Linked DNA regions of Hordeum vulgare: region 1 is linked to region 2. The links are chromatin contacts, called in public Hi-C maps. All regions are on one chromosome and are shown on one strand. The core of a region is the stretch at or near the end of the contact, and the rest is flanking DNA. Distances in the headings are between cores, read along the strand shown. Region 1 has its middle 130 kb from the start of LOC123397205. Region 2 holds the start of LOC123395601 (golgin candidate 6).

What was found. A called contact is a pair of places that touch in the nucleus more often than the background predicts.
Region 1: a Hi-C map of leaf shows a contact between it and region 2, with 3 times the contacts expected there. The contact joins the enhancer-like site here to the promoter of LOC123395601 in region 2. A contact is called at or near these places in 2 of 6 Hi-C or Micro-C datasets (leaf and seedling).

Annotation. Positions count from the first base shown.
Region 1 is chr5H:123,613,292-123,620,466 of MorexV3_pseudomolecules_assembly, reverse strand. It overlaps the pseudogene LOC123399362. Among protein-coding and RNA genes, the nearest start is that of LOC123397205, 130 kb to the right of the region's middle. Within about 2 kb of position 2,351, at least 1 of the 3 cell types and tissues checked has open chromatin away from gene starts, as enhancers often do. A contact at or near this core is called in leaf, where this site is marked.
Region 2 is chr5H:123,290,513-123,297,274 of MorexV3_pseudomolecules_assembly, reverse strand. LOC123395601 (golgin candidate 6) reads left to right here and starts at 3,531. Exons shown (of 19, transcript XM_045090627.1): 1 at 3,531-3,753; 2 at 3,851-3,926; 3 at 4,199-4,251; 4 at 4,389-4,516; 5 at 4,606-4,805; 6 at 4,897-4,970; 7 at 5,054-5,123; 8 at 5,659-5,712; 9 at 5,807-5,902; 10 at 6,058-6,108; 11 at 6,184-6,273; 12 at 6,401-6,514; 13 at 6,606-6,677. The coding sequence starts at 3,864.

The sequences.
Region 1 (7,175 bases), core at 1,102-3,601, 320 kb before region 2:
TATCATCCTCTCCTCATTTTTCGGTTGTAGAAAGTGAGAGTAGAAGATAGAGCGCCAAGGGAACACAATTATGTTCATTTCTCTTTCTTTTTTTCTTCTCTTTTATCTATTTTGTTTGCCCTATTTTACTCCTTTGTCTTCCTAGTCTTTCTGTTTCATTAATACTTTTTGTCGATTTGCATTTTCTAATTTTGGGGTGAAATGAATATGTAGTTCTTAGCTAGATGGAATATAATTTATCTTGGCTAACAACATACCATACTAGTTTATTTGGCAGCTCTATGTTACTTCTCTAAAAAAACATTAGTGACAGGTCGTAAGTTTTTCGAGGCAGCTCGCAACTACAAGTTTTTCGAGGCAGGCCGCAACTGCAAGTTTTTTTAGGCAGCCCGCAACTGCAAGCTTTTCGAGGCAGCCCGCAACTGCAAGCTTTTTGAGGCAGCCCGCAACTGCAAGTTTACCGAGGCAGGCCGCAACCGTAAGTTTTCTGAGGCAGGCCGCAATCGTAAGTTTTCTAAGGAAGCCCGCAACTGCAAGTTTATCGAGGCAGGCCGCAACCGCAGGTTTTCTGAGGCAGGCCGCAATTGCAAGTTTTTTTAGGAAGCCCGCAACTGCAAGTTTACCGAGGCAGGCCGCAACTGCAAGTTTTCTGAGACAGGCCGCAATCGCAAGTTTTCCGAGGAAGCCCGCAACTGCAAGTTTTTCGAGGCAGCCCGCAACCGCAAGTTTTCGAAAACAGGCCATAATTGGAAGTTTCCAAAACAGACCGCGACTACAAATTTTCGGAGGCAACTCGCAACTGCAAGTTTTCCAAAACAGACCGCAACTCCAAGTTTTCGAGGCAGCCCGCAACTGCAAGTTTTCCGAGGCAGGCTGTAACCGCAAGTTTTGTGAGGCAGGCTGCAATCGCAAGTTTTCTGAGGCAGCCGCAACTGCAAGTTTTCCGAGGCTGCCCGCAACCGCAAGTTTTTTGAAATAGATTGCAATCGCAAGTTTTACAAAACAGGTCGCAACTGCAGGTTTTTCGAGGCACCACGCAACTGCAAGTTTTCCGAGGCAACACACAACTGCAAGTTTTCTGAGGCAGGCTGTAACCGCAAGTTTTCTGAGATAGGTTTGCAATCGCAAGTTTTTCGAGGCAGCCCGCAACTACAAGTTTTCTGAGGCAGGCTGTAACCGTAAGTTTTCTGAGGCAGCCCGCAACTGCAAGTTTTTCGAGACAGATTGTTCACAAGTAAAACATGCCACAACTGCAAGTTTTACGAGACAGCATGCAACTGCAAGTTTTCCGAGGCAGCCCGCAACTGCAAGTTTTCTGAGACAGATTGTCCGCAAGTAAAACATGCCACAAGTGCAAGTTTTACGAGACAGCATGCAACTGCAATTTTTCCGAGACAGATTGTTCGCAAGTAAAACATGCCACAACTGCAAGTTTTACGAGACAGCATGCAACTGCAAGTTTTTCGAGGTAGCCCGCCACTGCAAGTTTTTCGAGGCAGCTCGCAACCGCAAGTTTTCCAAAACAGATCGCAACTACAAGTTTTTATGAGGCAGCCTGTAACTGCAATTTTTTTGAGACAGATCGCAACTGCAAGTTTTACAAAACAGGCCGCAATTGCAACCCATCACACCCTACCGTAACTACAAGACCAATCGGGGGTGGGGGAGGCATTACTATAGGAATGCCTAGTAGTGATGAGCGCAAAATAGCCATCAATGACGGGCTAGGTGGCTAAAAGGCTACCAGCGACGAACACACTTCCGCCTCTCCTAACTGATTAGTAGTCTCAGACATTAACTAGCACCAGTGGCGGAGCCAGGACCCAGGCCAAGGGTGTCTGGGCCGGGGCGTGAGGATTAATTCCTTTGCTGATTCTAGCATTTTTTTTACACTATTGATCCTGTTAATCATTGTAGCAATGAAGGAGGCCTAGGGCATGATGCTAGCCTGGCTTCGCCCCTGACTGGCACCCACTACTAAAGGATACACCAGAGCAATTTTGTACCGAAGCAAGATGTGCCACTGGCGAGCAGTATGCTATGCCCGTCATTGCTAGAAATTTTCTAATTACAAAAACTGCATTGTATTGTGATGTACACCGTACATTTCATGCACTCTGATGTATTGTTTTTGGTTGTTTAACATTTCTTCTAGACAATCTTTTTGAAAACTAATAATATATGACATAAAACCACCGGTCATGGCCCGAAGTCACAGGCTCATCATCCTAGCTGTTGCTGTCCAACAAAGAAAAAGAAACATGAAAAATCATCCCAAAACCGGGATACAGTCCACGATCGACCACAACTTGTCTGTTCCCTCGTATAACAAAGCAGCCCAGCAATGAAAAAACAAAGAGCTCGGCCCACAGAAAGGACAACGCAACAACGTGACACATATACGACCGTGGAAGAGAAAAAAGAACCGACACCTAGGCTGACGTAACAGGCGACTGAGACCAAACTATTTCTCAATCGACTGAGTTGCAGGCACTCCCTTATATGTATTGCTTGGACAAGCTACATCCCATGTGAAAGATCGTCTCAGTGCAGAACATTGCTTCTTATATGTGTGAATATATGCATGTAATATTGATTGACTAGCGAGTGCAATAAGCATGAATAATTGGTTTGCTAACAAGTTTACAACGTTCCATCTTCAGCATTTAAACAAATGGCCAGACAAATTATATATTTATATCCCGGTGACAACCGAATGTAAGGGAGCAAGAAAATGGCGACTCAACTCAATCTTCAGGAGCTTCACTTCCTGAGAGACAGTCAAGCTCAGGAAAAGGTTGGATTTCTATCGATCTCGTTATTTCTGACAGAGCGATGAGGTCAAGGCTAAATATAGGCTCACTAGATGGGACATTATTTGTAGACCAAGAGATCAAGGGGTTTATGGATCGAAAATTTAGAGACAAAAAATAGGTGTCTACTCAGTAAATGGTTGTTTAGACTATCTATGGAAACATAAGGTATGTGGGTACAGATTCTGACTAACAAGTACTTACAAAATAAGACCTTATCTCAGGTTACAGCACTACCAGCTGACTCCCCTTTCTGGAAGGGCTTAATGCGGTCTAAGAATGTGTTTTTCCATAGGACGAGGATTATTATAGGCAATGGTCAATCGACTAGGTTCTGGGAAGATACTTCGCCAGGGGAGATGCCTTTAGCTATTCAGTATCCGCAGTTGTACCATATTGCACAACGTCGACAGGCGTCCGTTGCGTCAATATTATGCGAGACACCTCTAAATATTCAATTCCGTAGATCCTTGATTGGTGACAGATGGACTAGATGGCCGCATCTAGTCAGAAGGTTGGTGGACATTAACCTCTGTGATCACCTAGATCGTGTTCATTGGAAGTTAAACACGAATGGAGTATTTACGGTCAAATCTATGTACACGAATCTCATAGATTCGACTCCTATTCCAAAATCAGGGCATATATGGAAGGTCAAAGTTCCGTTGAGAATTAAGATCTTCATGTGGTTTGTTCATAAAGGGGTTATTCTAACGAAGGATAATCTAGTAGAGCGAAATTGGAAAGGAAATCCTAGATGCAGCTTCTGTCAGGATAAAGAATCTATTAAGCACCTTTTTCTAGACTGCCCTATGGCTAAACTATTATGGCGCTCGTTGCACATTGCTTTCAACATCAGTCCCTCTAATAGTATAAACACGTTATTTGGGAAGTGGTTACAGGGGGTTGATGCTCAAACTACTAAACTTATTCGTGTGGGATCATGTGCACTATTTTGGGCTGTATGGAATTGGAGAAATGATTTAGTGTTTAACAGACAACGCGATATTCACTTCTTGCAGGTTATCTTCAGGGCTACCGCATTGATCCGCACATGGTCATTACTCACTCCTGTGGAAGCCAGGGAGCCTATGGATACTGGGTGTGTCCGATAGGAGATGGTAGCTCAGGGTATCTTCAACCGGTTTGGATGGCGGCATATTAATAGGATAGGTGTCTAGTCATCTCCGGTTGTGGCGCGTCGAGCGCCTTGTATCTTCTTTTTACTTTATTTTTTTCCAGATTATATTGTACTTCGTCAAGACTTGGTTTGATTTTAATATATGGATGCATGCATCCCTCGATGCAGAGGCCGGGGCTACGCCTCCTTTTCTAAAAAAAGGTCAAGCAAGAAATCTCCATGATTTGTCACCAACTTGATGATTTCTACATATGCATCGGAAGTCGACATTTAGCTCCACCCAGCCAAAAAAAATATGAAACTACTTTTGATTTTTAGCCAAAAAAATATATCAAATGTAACTCTGCTTACAAGCCTATCGACCGTACAAGCAATAGCATCAAGTTTTGATTTTTAGTTCACTTATGATGACATTGAGATTCTTTTGAGAATCAATAAAATCTTTAATAACTCCTTCAAGTTCAACATGTATTCAATTATTATTATTGTAAGAATTTCCACAAGGATTACATAATAGTTTGTAGAGATAGAAGGATATGACCTAGGATTGTTTCCAGAGGTATTCCTATAATCATTATTATTAAAATTATTCCAATAAAATTAACATTAACTTGATCCTTATTTAGGGTCAATGGGAACTTGTATAGAAATAAGCCATATTTGCATTAAACGAAGTGATCTCCTCAAGAGAGTTTATCTTCTTATCAATTGAAGCTCTTTCGGTAATGCCATTGAGAGAAATTTGATGTCATATTATTAGGTAGCTTGGTTGAGGCACCAAGGGTATTCCCATGAAGGTTTCACCTACAGCTGAATCGAAAAGAATTCTAGACATAAAGTTTAGTCTTTCATAGAATGTTTGCACTACCATCCAAGTAGCTAAATCATCAATAGGACAATGTTTTATCACATATTTCATTCTTTCCCAAGCTTGGGTTACATGTTCTTGCTCGAATTGTTTAAAATTCATATATTAGATTCCTTGGTTGTATGATTTTAGCAGGAGGATAATATTTCCCAATGAAAGTATCTTTGCATTTAGCCTATGAATCAATATTACTTTCTAGGCAAAGATAGCAATCATTCTTTTTTTGAGAGGTCTAACAACAACCATTCTTTAGCTTTATCTCAAAAATGGAAATGAAAGATTTTTTTTTTGAAAAACACCCCATATATTATTTAATCCAAAGATAAGTGCTTACAATCATTCATTAGAGCATACACCACGCAGGTCAGAACATAATTAATAAGAATCCCATCAGACCTAGTGCTAAAGCTAAACTTAGCAATCTCATGTGCCACCCCATTTGCAATCCTATTTATCTTTGAAATCTAAAAATTTGGCATCATCCTGGAGATACTCAGAGCCTCATTCAGCACAACAGTCATCAGGGACCTGTCAAGCTTCTCATTCGCAAGGAAGGAATGTACGAAAGCACAATCAGTCTCCAAAATAATAGATTGGTGAAGGGTGATACCTATATAAAGTCCTGCGAGCCAGGCTCGGAGCTCGGATTCATTCACACTGGTAGACCAATCAATAAAATCCCAAGAAGAAATAATAATTTCTACATAAGAATTGCGAGCAACAACCCCCCACACTCGTTGCATTGGTACTATCCACAAAACTGGCGTCAACATTGACCTTGATATGGTCCAGAGGTGGAGGAGTCCACACCACATGTTATATAACGGAGCATAATCAGCTGCAACACCCCTTACCTTCTCCTTACCTTTGTGACTAGCGTTCGGCAGAACAGTGTCATGAGAGGATGTGATAGTACCCCAATAATTGTCCACAAACCGAGCAGAGGTAATAGTGGATTCTTTCCCCTTCCGAAAATTTAATCATTTGTCAAATGCCATGTACGCCAGAAAAGAAACAATAATTGCTCCCGCTGCTACATGCTCACCTTATTAAAAAACCAGTCTGGACCCGAGCATTTGAAGAGCTCCTCATCCGGAATGTTCCACAACTCTCTCAATGCCAGTCGTAGAGCTCGAGCCTTAGAGCAATTTATTAGAGCATGAAAAGTGCTTTCGTCTTCTACACCACAAATAGAACACATACCTGACTCAATTTGATGGTGCTTAACTCTATTCATGTGGACCGCCAAGCTATTAGTTGCAGCTCTCCATGCAAAAACTTTGATCTTCTGAGGGATATTAGCCTTCCAAATTAACTCCCAAATCCCCCTTACCCCCTCTGGTTCACCACTAGATTGTCCAATAGTGTCTGATTATCCTTCAATTTAAGAGCAAAATTGTATGCACTTTTAACAGAGAAAATACCATTCTTTTCATGGTGCCACGCAACAAAATCACCATCCCTAGAGGCTTGAATACGTATCTTGAGGATTTCCTCCGCGTCATGTGGGTAGAAAATATGCTTAATCAAATTTTTGTCCCAACACTTACGCCCGCTCATGTAAAAAACTAGATACCCACTTCAATCTGGTATTATGTTTCCTAGTTGAGATTTTTAGGCCATGTCCCCATGGTATCCAATTATCCCTCCAAATATTAATACTAGAGCCACCGCAAACCCGCCAAATGGTCCCCTTCTTAAGGAGTTCCAGAATATGAGCAATCCCTTGCCAAGTCACTGAAGTAGCATGTGGAAACACCATATCTAGAATATGTCCTTGAGGATAATACTTTGCCTTCATTAGCTTTGCACATAGCGAGTGAGGATACACCACCAAATGCCATGCTTGTTTAGCCAAAAGAGCTTGATTAAAATGTTAGAAAACACGAAAGCCCATCCCACTCTTACCTTTAGGCCTTGTTAGTTTGTCCCACGCTAACCAGTGTGTTTTCCTTCTATCTTCTCCATCTCCCCACCAAAGATTCCTAATAATCTGGGATAAATCCTCACACAGAGAAACCAGAAATTTGAAAATCCCCATAGCATACACAGGTAGAGCCTGAATTAATGTTTCGATTAAGTCTTCCGTGACTCCACAAGAGGAATATTTTTCAATCGAGTCAGAAAGCCTTTTTAGGAACTTATCTTTAGTATACTGAAACTTACGAGCCTTCATTCTTCCCTCAGGGACCGGTAATCCAAGATATTTATCCTCGAACCCCTCCACGGTAATTTTTAAGATAACCATAATATTCACTTGATTCTCCAAACTGCACTTTTTCCCAAACATCATGGAGCACTTATTCGGACTAAGTAACTGTCCAGTTCCCTTCTCATATACTATGAGAATATT
Region 2 (6,762 bases), core at 2,282-4,781:
AGTCATCTAAACTTTCATCCTTCTATTTCTTCTTCTTTGATTCCTTCACCCAGCGAGGACAATCAGCAATATAGTGACCAGATTTCTTGCATTTGTTGCAGGTTCTTTTCTTGTAGTCCTGAGATGAAGATTATGATTTCCTCATATCTCTTCTTGAAGATTTACCAAACTGGCCACGCCTTGTAAACTTCTGAAATTTTCTCACGAGCATTGCAAGCTCCTGTCCAAGTTTTTCAGGATCACCAATGCTGCAATCTGAGTCTTCTTCGTCAGATGAGGAAATTGCTTTGGCCTTCAGCGCACAAGGTCTAGAGTAGCTTGGTCCATACAGATCTCTCTTTTCTTCCTGTTGGAATTCATGAGTATTGAGTCTTCCGAGTATATCAGCAGGATCAAGCATCTTATAGTCTGCTCTTTCTTGAACCATCAGAACCAGTGTATCAAATGATGGATCCAGAGATCTTAGCAGTTTCTTCACAATTTCATGGTCAGTGATGTATCGAGCTACCAGTGCTTGGAGTTCATCTGAGATGTCAGTGAGGCGATCAAAGGTATCTTGGCAGTTTTCATTGCCAAGCCTCTTGAAGTGATTGAAGAGATTTCGAAGAACATCAACACGAGAGTCACGCTGAGTTGAAATTCCTTCATTGACTTTGGACAACCTATCCCAGATAAGCTTTGTTGTGCCCAAAGCACTCACTCTGCCATACTGACCTTTGCTCAGATGGCCACAGATGACATTCGTCGCTTGAGAATCAAGTTGATTGGATTTTTTCACATCAGCGGTAGAGACAGTAGCAACTATGGAGGGAATGTCATGTTCCACAATGTACCAGAGATCATTGTCAATACCTTGAAGATGCATCTGCATCTTGGTCTTCCAATAAGGAAAGTCTTTTCCTTCGAATGTAGGACATCCTGCAGTAACCTTGATCATACCTGTAGTCGACATAACTAAAACTCCAGGTGGTTAAACCAAAATCACACATAATAAGGGAGTACCTTGCTCTGATACCAATTGAAAGTGCGTTATATTGACTAGAGAGGGGGTGAATAGATGATTTTTAGAATTTGATCGCTGAGGAAATTCCTCACTAATGAATAACGTGCAACAAAAATAGCGCAGGATTAGAGGTGCAAAGATTACAACAACAATTTACTTGATGAAGATTATGAGAATCGGTTTGCACAGTATGCAGGCATAGAATAAACAGGTGAAGATTAACTGATATGAAGAATTTGAGGTTGAGGAAATTCAGAGAAAGTCTTCAGCAAATTCTTCAAACAGTGAAAATGAAAGTCTTCAACATACAATATTGAGGAATTGAAAGAGTTGAAGAAATATAACACGTATCACAATTAAGACAATTGGTGATGACCCAATTCCAACTCTGTGACAGTCGTACGTCTGGTTTGGAGAGGCTTGGTATTGAAACCAAAGGACACACAGTCCCGGGACACACGGTCCCTACCGTATTCTCCTTGAGCTAAGGACACACAGTCCTCGCCCAAAACTCGTGGTAAGTCTTCAGGACAGACTTTCAAACCCTCACAAGCTCGGTCACCCGACGATCCACAATTGACTGCTGGATTGCTCTAGACCATGACGCCTAACCGTCTGGAGGATGCACAGTCTCAAAGGTAAAAGGCTTCAGTTCCACACATGAACAAATTCTTCAGTGATGCTCAATCATTCGGTTTTTGGTTTGTGGTTTGGTGTTTGGGGTATTTCCTCACTTGATGATTTACTCTCGAAGACTCTGAGGAATTTGGGTTGCTCTAAATGGCAAGTGTCAGTTTCTCGCGGAGCAGCCAACCAGCTAGTGGTTGTGGGGGGCGGCTATTTATAGCCTGAGAGCATCCGACATGATTTGACATAAATGCCTTTAAATATTATGACCGTTGGTGTGGATAAGATCGGTGAGGTGGCGCGTATCGCGACAACGGTCTGAACTCTCAGCTGTAAGAGTCCTCATGTCTCTCATATTCCTCACTTGAGGCTTTTGTAGGTTTAGTCTTGGGTTGAGCATCATGAGGAGATTCATTCCGTAGTATTACCTCGACCCCCTTTAACAGTACGGTGCTCCTATGACCCAAGAGTAAAGAAAATGAAATATAAAGAAAAAATCTTCACGCTTCAAAGTCTTCGGACTGATTTTCTTCAGGACACACCAAATTCCTCATCTTCACTATCTTCATGAGGAATATCAATTTCATCGCAATTTCTTCGCGATCAAACTCTTCAGCATAAGACCAATTTCTTCACTCGAAGACATACATTTTTAGGGGTCGATATTCATCGTATAACTCAAACTCCTCAGCGACTTATAGAACATGTGTACACTTATAAACACATTAGTTACTTAACCTATAAGTCTTCAAACCACCAAAATCACTAAGGGCACTAGATGCACTTACAATTATTATAAGTGTTTACTCACCATTGGCTTGATTGATTTGGTCAAAAGCTGGAATATTTCTTTGACAAAAGCTTGCTAGAGACCATCGCTTCAAGGGAACCTTTCTATCGTGGGTTCGATAATCCAGGGCCACCTCTTGGGGAAATAGGTGTGGGTTACTTTCTGTTCTGTTACCGGATCACTATAAAAGGAAGTATTACTTGGCGGCGGCGACCTCGGCTGCATCTTTTTTCCTCACTCCTTCCTCCTCCAAGAAACCCTCTTCACCAACTCAACGATCGTCTCCTCCAAGGTTCACACCTTCTTTTGCTTCTTTGGGCGCACGGTGCGGTCGACAACGTCATGAAAAGTGGCACCCGGGAGGGGGCGACGGTGGGGTATGGAGTGTCAACCATGATGTGAGGGCGGGAAGGTTTTGGGAAAGAATGAAGGTAATAACACCTGCGTGTGCCATACACGGGCGGGCCAGGGGAGGACATGGGAGGGCGAGGTTGGAAATGGGTCCAAACGATAGAAAAGTGGACATCCATCCGTTTGCGTCGACATATTTGACTGCATTTTTTATACGCTCAAAACCATACGAATGCGGGCGGACGAAATAGGTCGACGCATTGGAATTGTCCTTAAATGAAAGGAGACTTGTTGGATCTCGCAGGATTCCGTCGATGTTTTTCTTCGATGAATTCAATGGATCCGATCTTGGTTCGTCCGTGTTCATGCAGGATTCCGTCGATGTTTTTCTTCGATGAATTCAATGGATCCGATCTTGGTTCGTCCGTGTTCATGCAGGATTCCGTCGATGTTTTTCTTCGATGAATTCAATGGATCCGATCTTGGTTCGTCCGTGTTCCTTCTGATCTACACATGCGTTGACCCTATGGTCCTTAGCACGACGACTTCTCAATTGTCTACTGCGGTGAGGTTTGTCAGACTCGGATGAGGGAGGGACAATGACGGTGGCGCATCTTCGACTCGCTCGAGTGTTTATAGTTGTCGCTAGGTTGTGTACCGACTTTGATGTATTTTTTACTTCTACTAATGTTTTCTGCACCACCTTGATTGACGATGAATAGATTGGACTTTTTTTTTTAAAAACAAGAGACTCGTTGGAAATGTTTTTGCTTCGGTGCAAACAGCGGAGGAGGTATCCCCCGTGACCCACGTAATTTTTTTTTTTCCCCCGTGACCCGACTCCATCCAGCCTGCCTCCCCACCCCTCTCCCCGCTCCCCGGTTGCTTCCAGGTCCAACCCCCCGATCTCCAGTCCCCACCTCACCTTCTCTCCGCCGTCGTCGACGCCGCCGCCGCTGCGGCGACCTTTTCCGGTTTTCAGGTCAGAGCTGCTTGCCCTCTCAAGAATACGCACTGTATCTGCTAAGTCTTCTTCAACCTATTCGATCCGGCTAACTGTTCCTCGCTACTCCACACAGGCGCTCGCGATCCATGGACTCCCGGTCGATCAACCTTCGGGGCTTCGCCGGAAGCGCAGGAAAAAATATCATGCAGGTGCTCACCCCCTCTCCCCATGACCTTAATCGAACCCGTCCCCAACCGCTCCTGCTTCTCTCTGTCACCGACGCACCCTAGGTCGGAGCCCGACATGGCGTCTTGCCGGTCGTATGAACGAGTTCTAGTCTCGTATAGCATGGAATGCTTCCTTCCATTGGAGCTCGTGCTCTAGTAGCAGCTGGACCAATGTGATGCCATGTTTTCATCAGAAGTTGGTGGAGCAAGTCTGATGTTTATTAACCCCATGTTCTATTGGTGTTGTCTCACAGGGGATTGGGGGATTCGTTTTCGGCAACGAGGCGTCCGAGTCCAAGGAAGATAGGTAGAGGCAGTTCGGCATGAATTTTTGTTCAGTCGTGTAATCATACTTTTAGGCCTATTGTTGCCTGAAAAACTTAGCACCTGGTTGACATATGCCACTTCTAGTGAGTGACCCTGTAACTGCATTATGTTTTACAGTTATGTCGAGAGATTCCTCGATCGCATAAGCAACGGCACGATGCCTGATGATAGGAGGTCTGCCATGACTGAGCTACAGTCCCTCGTGGCAGAGAGCCGTTCGGCTCAGATGTCTTTTGGAGCTATGGGTATCTCATTTCACTTGGGTCCTTGGTATTTGTACATTCATCTCTATGAGCGACTGATGTGTGATACATTCTTGCCAATTTGCAAATAGGCTTCCCTGTCCTTCTCAACGTTTTGAAAGAAGACCGCGAGGATGTTGAGCTCGTCAGAGGTGCCCTAGAAACCCTTGTGAGCGCGCTGACTCCTATTGAGACGTCACAGGGACTGAAAACTGAGGTCCAACCGGCATCAATGAACTCTGATTTGCTTTCTCGAGAAACAGAGAATATTTCTCTTCTCTTGAGCTTACTGGTGAGTTTACATTCTTTGCTTTTACTGCATGTAACTCGCTTTACCTGCTCCATCTGTCATGATTTATTTCTCCCTCCTGTTTGGTTCAAAGACAGAGGAGGATTTCTATGTGCGATATTACACAATCCAGCTTTTAACAGCGTTACTTACAAACTCGTTGAAAAGGTGCCCAGTAAGTCTTTTCTGTTGGGATGCATACACTACACTTTAAACCTTTTTAACTCCTTTTTATCCTTTTGGTATTTCAGATTACAGGAGGCAATTCTATTAATTCCTCGTGGCATAACAGTTTTAATGGACATGCTTATGGACCGCGAGGTTTAACACCAACCTCTTTTCTCCTCTTCCTGTAAAGAAGCACACATGCTATCCAGACATGTCTATTGTGCTAATATCAATTTTGCTTATCCTAAGTTATCCATGCAGTAGTAGTGTAATGCATGCGGAAACGGTTTATATGGTTACAATGTATGAAATCAGTTAGCAGCATGACTTTGATTTACAACATGAAGTAGAGATGTACAATCATGTTGATTTGGACCCTTATCTGTTCTTTTGAAGGAGTTGATATACGTGCTTTCACAAGTAATTATATTATTTGATGTTATTTACTTCAGTAGCGCCTCCTCTATCTTAGGCTGTAGTATGGTTTAATTAATTGAAAAAGCTAAAAATGCAGTTCTTTTGCAAATGCTGAAATTACTTTCTGCTGGTTGCAATCCAGAAGTCATGCTAAGTTATTGTTGTGTTCCCAGCACTCCAGCATCATCAATTTATAACATATTTTTATTGCTTTGTTTCTTTACTTGTGTGGTTATATAGCTCATATGGGTATCTTTGATGCATGTTGAAGGTCATAAGGAATGAAGCACTGTTACTTCTTACTTATCTGACCAGAGACGCAGAGGTTACTCTCTCATATTCTTTTTCATTTATTATGTTCCAAATATCAACTTGAACCTATCTGTGTATACTAAATGACTGGTAATTCACCCTTTCAGGAAATTCAAAAAATTGTTGTATTTGAAGGTGCATTTGAGAAGTTGTTTAGCATTATTGGGGAGGAGGGATTTTCTGATGGAGGCGTCGTTGTTCAGGTGATTATCCAGGAGCCATTTTATATGATCTGATCTGATCCGTTGCGTACTCGAATTGTCTAAAAGTTCTGGTTGTTCAGTTTCCAGTTGAAAGCTGTTTTTTAATTTTGTATAAAACTTTGTTGGTACTAATCTATTCTTTTTTGTTGGAGCAGGATTGCCTTGAACTTTTAAATAATTTAATACGGAACAATGCGTCCAATCAGGTATGTTTCTATCGAACAATTGTTTAGTGTTAGATGGTCATATTTTTCATTGACATAACTTTGTGCTAATATCAGATGCTTTTGAAAGAGACAATGGGCTTTGACCCATTGATATCCATACTAAAGATAAGGAGAGGCAGTGCATTCAATTTTACCCAACAAAAGGTATACCATTATAAATTAACCTATATAGCCTCACAGATAGATTACTCAAACTGACAACTAGTTCTGTTTGGCCCAAAAAGCCTTTATCAACAATACTTCACTGAAGTTAAAACTCTTGTCTCTTTAGACGGTAAACCTTCTCGGTGCCTTACATACTGTCGAACTGCTTTTGATGGGGGGCCCACCGGGTGAAACAGGTAAAGATACTAGCAAGATCACCAATCAAACTGCACTAGCTCAGGTACCCTTTTCTCCCTTCGTATATTTTCTAATCGACTACCTTATAACATCGAAGTAAGTTTCATCATATGGGCTTTACTAAAAAATGACAGAGAAACATTCTTGACCATCTTCTATTATTGGGCGTTGAGAGTCAGTGGGCCCCTGTAGCTCTTCGCTGTACGGTGAGTCCCTTATGGCAGTTGAGGTACCATGCAACTATATGTATAATATTTTTACTAAGTTGTGTTGTCGGATGTTTGTATATTG